Regions from separate parts of the Ovis aries genome. Here region 2 is linked to region 1. A link is a contact called in public Hi-C data. All regions are on one chromosome and are shown on one strand. Each heading gives the region's core, a stretch centred on a gene start, on an enhancer-like site or on the middle of the called end of the contact. The rest is flanking DNA. Distances are from core to core; before and after follow the strand shown. Region 1 holds the start of CHL1 (cell adhesion molecule L1 like). Region 2 has its middle 170 kb from the start of CHL1.

The links. A called contact is a pair of places that touch in the nucleus more often than the background predicts.
Region 2: a Hi-C map of liver shows a contact between it and region 1, with 4 times the contacts expected there. The contact joins the enhancer-like site here to the promoter of CHL1 in region 1. A contact is called at or near these places in 5 of 16 Hi-C or Micro-C datasets (hypothalamus, liver, skin fibroblasts and 1 more).

The regions. Positions count from the first base shown.
Region 1 is chr19:26,240,553-26,243,795 of ARS-UI_Ramb_v3.0, reverse strand. CHL1 (cell adhesion molecule L1 like) reads left to right here and starts at 1,450. Exons shown (of 26, transcript XM_060402885.1): 1 at 1,450-1,611.
Region 2 is chr19:26,412,264-26,415,674 of ARS-UI_Ramb_v3.0, reverse strand. No RefSeq gene overlaps it. Among named protein-coding and RNA genes, the nearest start is that of CHL1, 170 kb to the right of the region's middle. Within about 2 kb of position 1,849, at least 2 of the 54 cell types and tissues checked have an H3K27ac peak or open chromatin away from gene starts, as enhancers often do. A contact at or near this core is called in liver, where this site is marked.

The sequences.
Region 1 (3,243 bases), core at 201-2,700:
TTACAAGAAGGTGAGATACTCAGGAGATCAACTTAGCTTTGTGTCTTCTTGACCTCTGAAATGTTTTCTTACAGATACAGTACTTTCCCTGTCGGAATTTTATTCAATATTTTATCTTTGTTTCTACTTTAGAAAACATGCCATGTGAATAATGACGCCTCAGGCAAAGAAATTACTCCAGCAGTTCAGTTTAAACTCAGGACATATCCTGCCCTCACTTGCATTTGCAATTTGCCACACAGTCAGTAAGAGCCATGCCCACACATGAACTGACAGAATTGGAGCTCCAAGGTTAGCAATTATTAAAATTTAGAAGTCCATTTATTCATTTTCAAAATATTTTATTCAGTTGCTTCTGAAGCAGAATCCTGAGTTGCCTTCCCCTTGCTGCTCACTATAGCGGCATCCAACTCTGAGGGGGGCTCACATCTCTAAATGCCCTCATTGTTCAATGGACAAAACCAGACTGTAAGGTCAATCTCACTGCCTTAGTAGAGTAAAACTTAGAAGTCAATGATTCTCTAACCATCAAAGAGAACTTAAATTCAACAAATTTTTTTAAAAAGTGGTACTGTGTGAAATTTTTGGAAAATACGATTATGGTGAGGGAAAAAATGAAAGGGGTATAAAAAATCACTTTATACTGCAAAGATTGTAACTTTCCCAGATTAATTTTGGAAACTTCAAATAAAAATTGCATTTCTGGGGGGAATTAATAAGGCAACAGAAGTGGCCTTTTGTAGTGGAAATAAGTACCCAAGACTTTTTTCTATTTTATAATTGATTAATTCATTAGTGAATTAATACAGAATAAGTAGGAAAAAATGTTAAGGAACAATGTGATAAAATTATTGATCATAAGTAATAGGACAATTAAAAAATGGTAACAGAAGAAGGTGCATACATTCCAATACCAATAATTTGCCAGTTTACGGAAGTAGCATCATTTCTAAATTAGATAGCAAGCCTCATCACGCCTCTAAATGAGTAATGATAGCAAAAAAAAAAAAGGTCCATGGCACCACACCCCTCCAACATGCAGCTCTGGGAGAAAACCAGACTGGCGACCTGTGTCTGGAATATGTATTGAGTGGAGCTATCAGAAGGCAGACGGACTTTAAAATTTCTCTTTTGCAGATAAAAGGGGCAGATCCTACCTCTTTTAACCATAGACGTAGAAAATGGCGAGCAAAGTTTGGGCTTCGTCCCTTGCTTTTCACCGTGAAATAAAAGTCTTAAGCCTGAAACTCTCGCTGTCCCAAGGGAGCGAGGAAAGGGAGGGGGAATAAGCGGCGTGGGTGTGGGGTGGGTGGGCAGAACCACCGCAGAGAGGAGCTGCGCGAGCCTCCCTCTGCCGGGAGGGTGTGGATCCGAGAGCAAGCCAGAACAGGTCCGCGTCCTCGCGGCCACTGCCGGCGGTGGGAGGGGCGCGGCGGCCTCTCCGCGGGCAGACCCGCGTGCAGATCGGCTGGGAGCTGCCGGCGAGAAACTCCCGTGCATCCGCCGGGAGCTGCCGGCGAGAAACTCCCGTGCATCCGCTGGGAGCTGCTGGACTTCCACGCCCTTCTCCCGCTCCAAGCCAGCCTAAAGGAGCGGTTTCCTCGAAGGAAGGTACAGAACGGATCTGGTACTGGGGGCGACTCAGGTGTGCTGGGGGTGGGAGGTGGGGGCTATGGTTAATGTGCTTCTGTCTTGTTAGCCCCGGGGAGCTCCCCAACTCTGAGCGAGATCGAAGGAGGATAATGGGTTTGCTCCAGCGGGGAGGGATTCAACCCATGGTGGGTCGGTGATGGTGCGTAGTCAGGGCTCCGTCATTGCACAAAGTAGGGTGGTCCGAGGTTCCCTCAGCCTTCAGCCAGTTAGAGACACCCCCTTTCCCAGCCCCGCCCCCTGGTGGCCGAGGCTGGATTCAGGAGGTTCTGGTTGGTGGGAAGGAGTAAAGCGGCTCCTCGAATCCTCCAGCTCCCACTTTCTCCTCTTGGTCACGGGTAGGTAGGTTGACTCTGTCTTTTCTCCAGCCTCCCTTACCTGCATCTCTTGCTACCTTCTGGAGGGGATTCCAGACCCTCCTGGAGATTCCAGCCTCACCCGGGTGGGGGCTGCGAAGTCCAGCTGGGTTTGAGGGTCAGTCCTGGCATGACGCCTCCCTACCCACTACCATCTCTTGGGTCGGAGGGCTCAGTTCTCTCTCCAACACAGCCGCCCCACTGTCATGCTCTCACTCTCAAGGGACGATTACACATGCCGGTGAGGTTTGATACGCGCCGTCAGCTTGAAAAGGGAGATTTTGGACACCTGGGTCGGTGAGGCGGGGGTGGGGGACGAGAAAACCGGGAGGGTTAGGGGCTCCACCTCCCCAGACCACCGAGGGGATGAGGGGGCAGGTCGGGGGCGTGGTTGCCATGGCTCCCTGGTAGCGGAGCTGGGGGAGCTACGAGATGCCAGTCACGGATGGTCCCTTCTTCCTCTTTGTGCCTCTCTCCCTCCCTTCTTTTTTTGAGTGAGAATGTGCGTGGGGGTTGGGGGGAGCAGGGAGAAAGTGATTAATCTGGAGAGCTGGGACTGGAGCCGGGAAGCTGGGGAACACCAGCCAGCCCCTTCATTCCCACTCCGCTTGCTCACTGCGAGCCTCACTTTCTCAGCCGGGGGCAGGACTGAGGAATTTCTGCGAAAAGCCGGGGGCTGAAGAAGCCGCCACCGCGAGGGCTCAGGTACCCACACCCCGAGTCGCATCCTGGGGCGAGCGCGGGGTTGGGTGGTCAGGCTGTCAGCCGAAGGGCGGGCGGCGAAGGGGTAGGAGGTGAGCTACTGAAGGCAGGTGTGTAGTGACACCGGAGGGCGGCAAGGCGCGGAGGAAGACAGGTTCATCCATACGCGAGTGGCGCCGGGGTTCAGCTCCGCCGGGGTGGGGGAGCTCCCAAAGAGCCCCCAGAGCTGGCAAGTGGTGCCAGGCATGCGCGTGCGCGATGGCGCGCTCACGGAACGCCCGAGGTGGGGGGCACGTTTGCGCGTGCGCGCGGAGGTGGGCAACTGGTGAGCCACCTGGGCTCGTGCAAGGCAGAGTCTCTCGCCGCACTGACGTGGGTTCATAGCTCTGAGATGTGTGGTGTCGGACGAGTCATTTACCCCCTGCCTCAGTTTCCCCTTTTAAATAATAGGGATAGTATCAATACCTTCTTTTTTGGGTTTTTGAACAAATGGAGTAAGATAATTCCAGTAAACAGTTTAGCTCAGCGTCTGATG
Region 2 (3,411 bases), core at 600-3,099, 170 kb before region 1:
TGCTTCCAAGGCGAGCAGGCTGGCCTGAACACTTCCGCTGCCGTCTTTTTCTCCGTCTTCTACATTTACGACTTCCTCTGACACATTGGAAGAACTTGATAATCATGGTTAGTCTTTCAAGTTTGAGGTTAGCTGATTACCACACTTAATTTTCCTTTGCCATGTAAGGTACCATACTCCTATATCTGGGAATTAGGCCATGGACATCTCTGGGGGAACATCATTGTACCTACTGTAAATAGATAGATGGAAAGATAGATAGATAAAATTAGATCATTTGACACATAGATCAGTAGCAGAGAGATATTCTTTCTTCAGAACATATTTGTGAGCTAGATATCAGTGGTTTTATGAGTGGGGCATATTCAAGATTTAGGCAGTATAGAGCAAGTAATTTATTAGGTTTTAATTTTGGCCATCAACATAGCAGACACAGATTCCTGGAAGCTGGTTATATCCAAGAAAGGTACCTTGAGCTGGGCGACAAAGAACTGGATCTATATTGGCTGAGGCAGGAAGGGACCTTTATGAAAGGGACAAAGCAGAGGTCAAGAATACAACGGAGGGCGAGAAGCAGCTCTAAGCAGATCAGAAGGTCCTTCTGGTAGATACTGATAAAAATGTGGTTCTGCTCACTGTTACAGTTAGACAGGGAATTCTAATGTTACGCCCAGGTCGCAAAATCTCCCAATGACCACCAGGGAGCCGGTATCCGATGCAAAAGCAAGAGACTTTTTATTACCAAGCTCGAGCTGGGGCTCCCACCGTTACCGACGCAGTGGCTAAGGAGAGGAGCCCCGAGTTTTGGGTTACACTGCTTATATAGGGAATATTCAGGTAAAAGGGTGAAAAGGGGGTGTTCAGGCTTAAGGACAACTGATTGGTTACCTTCTTCTATAGGGTTGTGTGTGGATTCCTGATTGGTTTTTACTTTCAAGGTGAATCACAAGTTCCTGAACGTTAAGTCAGGAGGTTTAACCTAAGGGCCGATTGGCTCGTGAGCAGTGGGGCAAGGTTGGGTAATATCCAAAGTCTAAGTCTGTTTGCCTGGAACTTTACAAAATGCAGTTCTTTTACAAGATGGAGTAGCTTAGGCTCTCCACTAATTTAAAACAAACCCAAATATATGGTATGTGAATTATCCTGGGGATTCAGAAAACATGCTGGCAATCAGTAGAGGACTGGTTAGAACCACAACACATGACATCACCACGTTTATAGGACAAAAATTGTCAAATACAAGCAGTTTGCTGTGGTTCTCCCTAAAAGCCTGTAGAGGGTCATCATTAGCAATGGTGGTGGGAGGTGAAGAGAAGGTGGGGGGATTTTGTCGAACGTCATTCTCTAAAATTACCACAAGAGGGCGGTAAGGAATCGTGCTTTAGCTACAGAAGACAACAGAATGGCTTTTTTCTTTACACACAAAAATTATTTGTAGAATGTGTTGTAAAATGGAGCATTGAAAACTGGGTTTTTTTCCTCACTTATATTTTCTTACTCGTGTTTAAAATAGCACTGTTGGAATCCTCAGAGTGTACCGGGTGCTAACTGGACATCGTTCATGCAGAGACCACCACATAAAAACACGCTTCTCCATTTTCCGTATGTGTGTCTGGGCACACTTAAAAAGCAACAGATTCATACATAAATTATAAGCACCTCATCACTGTCAAACTTCTAATCTATGATGAGAAATTTTAAAGAATTTTAAATGGAGAAATCTCTATGTTAAGTCCATTTCCCCTTCCTGTTCATGAAATGAAATATTGAAGTGAGCTTAAAGGGAGTAGACTCGCGGTTCATGCTCAAAGGTAAGTCAAGCCTCTGCTGTTTACTGTTCCTACTGACCCTGATCAAATTGCTCAACTCTGCTGGGAACTGAATTGTGTATCTAGAGGATTAAGCAGTGCCACCCAGCGTTTTGGAGTTAGACACACCTACCATCACTTGCTATGGCTTTGATACTGTGTCCTTTTTAATTAAAATGGCAACCTCCATTCCGCAAAGGGAAGCCTCAGAGGCTAGAAAACCTGGTTATTCTATCCTCTTTGTATTGACTTCCCCTTTTCCCCCATTTCTCTTGTTTATAACAAAAATTGACAAGCTTTTTAATGGGGATATATTTAATTTCTCTAGAATCTTCTGAGTTTTCTTCCTTACTGTTTGTGCACATGTGTGTCTATCTATGTGTGGGTCTAGGTCCATGTGTGCATCTTACTGTGTACATGGGTTCTTGCCTAAGGCATGACCGTGCACCTCTGTGTACATGCTGGTGTTCATGTTAGCTGCACGTTTGTGTGTGTGTTGTATGTGTGAGTGTGCTTGAGTGTGTCTATATGAAGTATGTGTGTGCATGGACATGCATTGTGTGCTAGGTATCAAAGTGTTTACATTCATACGTGTGAGGGTAAGTGTGCATTGTGGTCAGTTCACATGTGATGTGTGTGCACAGGTATGTGCTGGTATGTGTACTTGTGTACATGAACATGTTCTTGATTTGCATGTCTGTGTATATTTGTGGCATTTTGGTGGGTAGGCAGGGAAACTCAAATTACATTTGTGTGTATGTGTGCACAAAAGGGTAAGAAGCTAGACATTGTCATCATCGGACTGTTCATAACTCGACACCTTTATCCGAGCATGAGAGGGTGGTGTGCGGTCTGCACCCATCTGTGGGTTCACAGGAAATGCTTTGAAATCTAGTGGCTGGAACTAGTACAGATTTAGCCTTTGCTCTCTTTCCACCATGGAACTCCTTTTTTCTCTGTTGTGTGAGAACCATTTTAAGTCCCAGTAACACTCCCCTTAATCTTCATTTCTGCTGTGTGAAATTTGCAGTTGAAACTAAGAGAGCTTTAGAGTAAGAACACAGGTGGCTCATCAGTGGGTGAGGAGAAGGTATTTGCTCTGTTACTTAATAGTCTTACTTTGGCATTTTATTTTACAGTTTCTGCTCTTAGGTGATATGAGGAACTGTGAGTCTTCAGAAAAGAAAGGTGCAAGCTATCCTTTGAATTGGTCATTTCACTAACACAGTATTTGATTAACCTCAACAGATTCTTGAATAGAAACATTTTCAGCTAATTTTTTAAGGCTCCATTTATGGCAGGAGACACAGGAGATTCAGGTTCAGTCCCTGGGTCAGGAAGATCCCTTGGAGGAGGGAGTGGTGAGACAGCAAGGTGTCCCCTGGCCTTGCTGGGAGAATCCCTAGGACAAAGGAGCCTGGCAGGGTCCAGGGGTCCATGGGGCTGCAGAGTCAGACACAACTGAACATGATTTATGCCTCTCTGATAAAGAACACTCAGTATTCTTTTTCAAGAGAACGCACTGATCATAGTAAACACCGTCTTCCAACAACACAAGAGATGACTCTACACATGGACGTCATCAGATGGCCAACACTGAAGT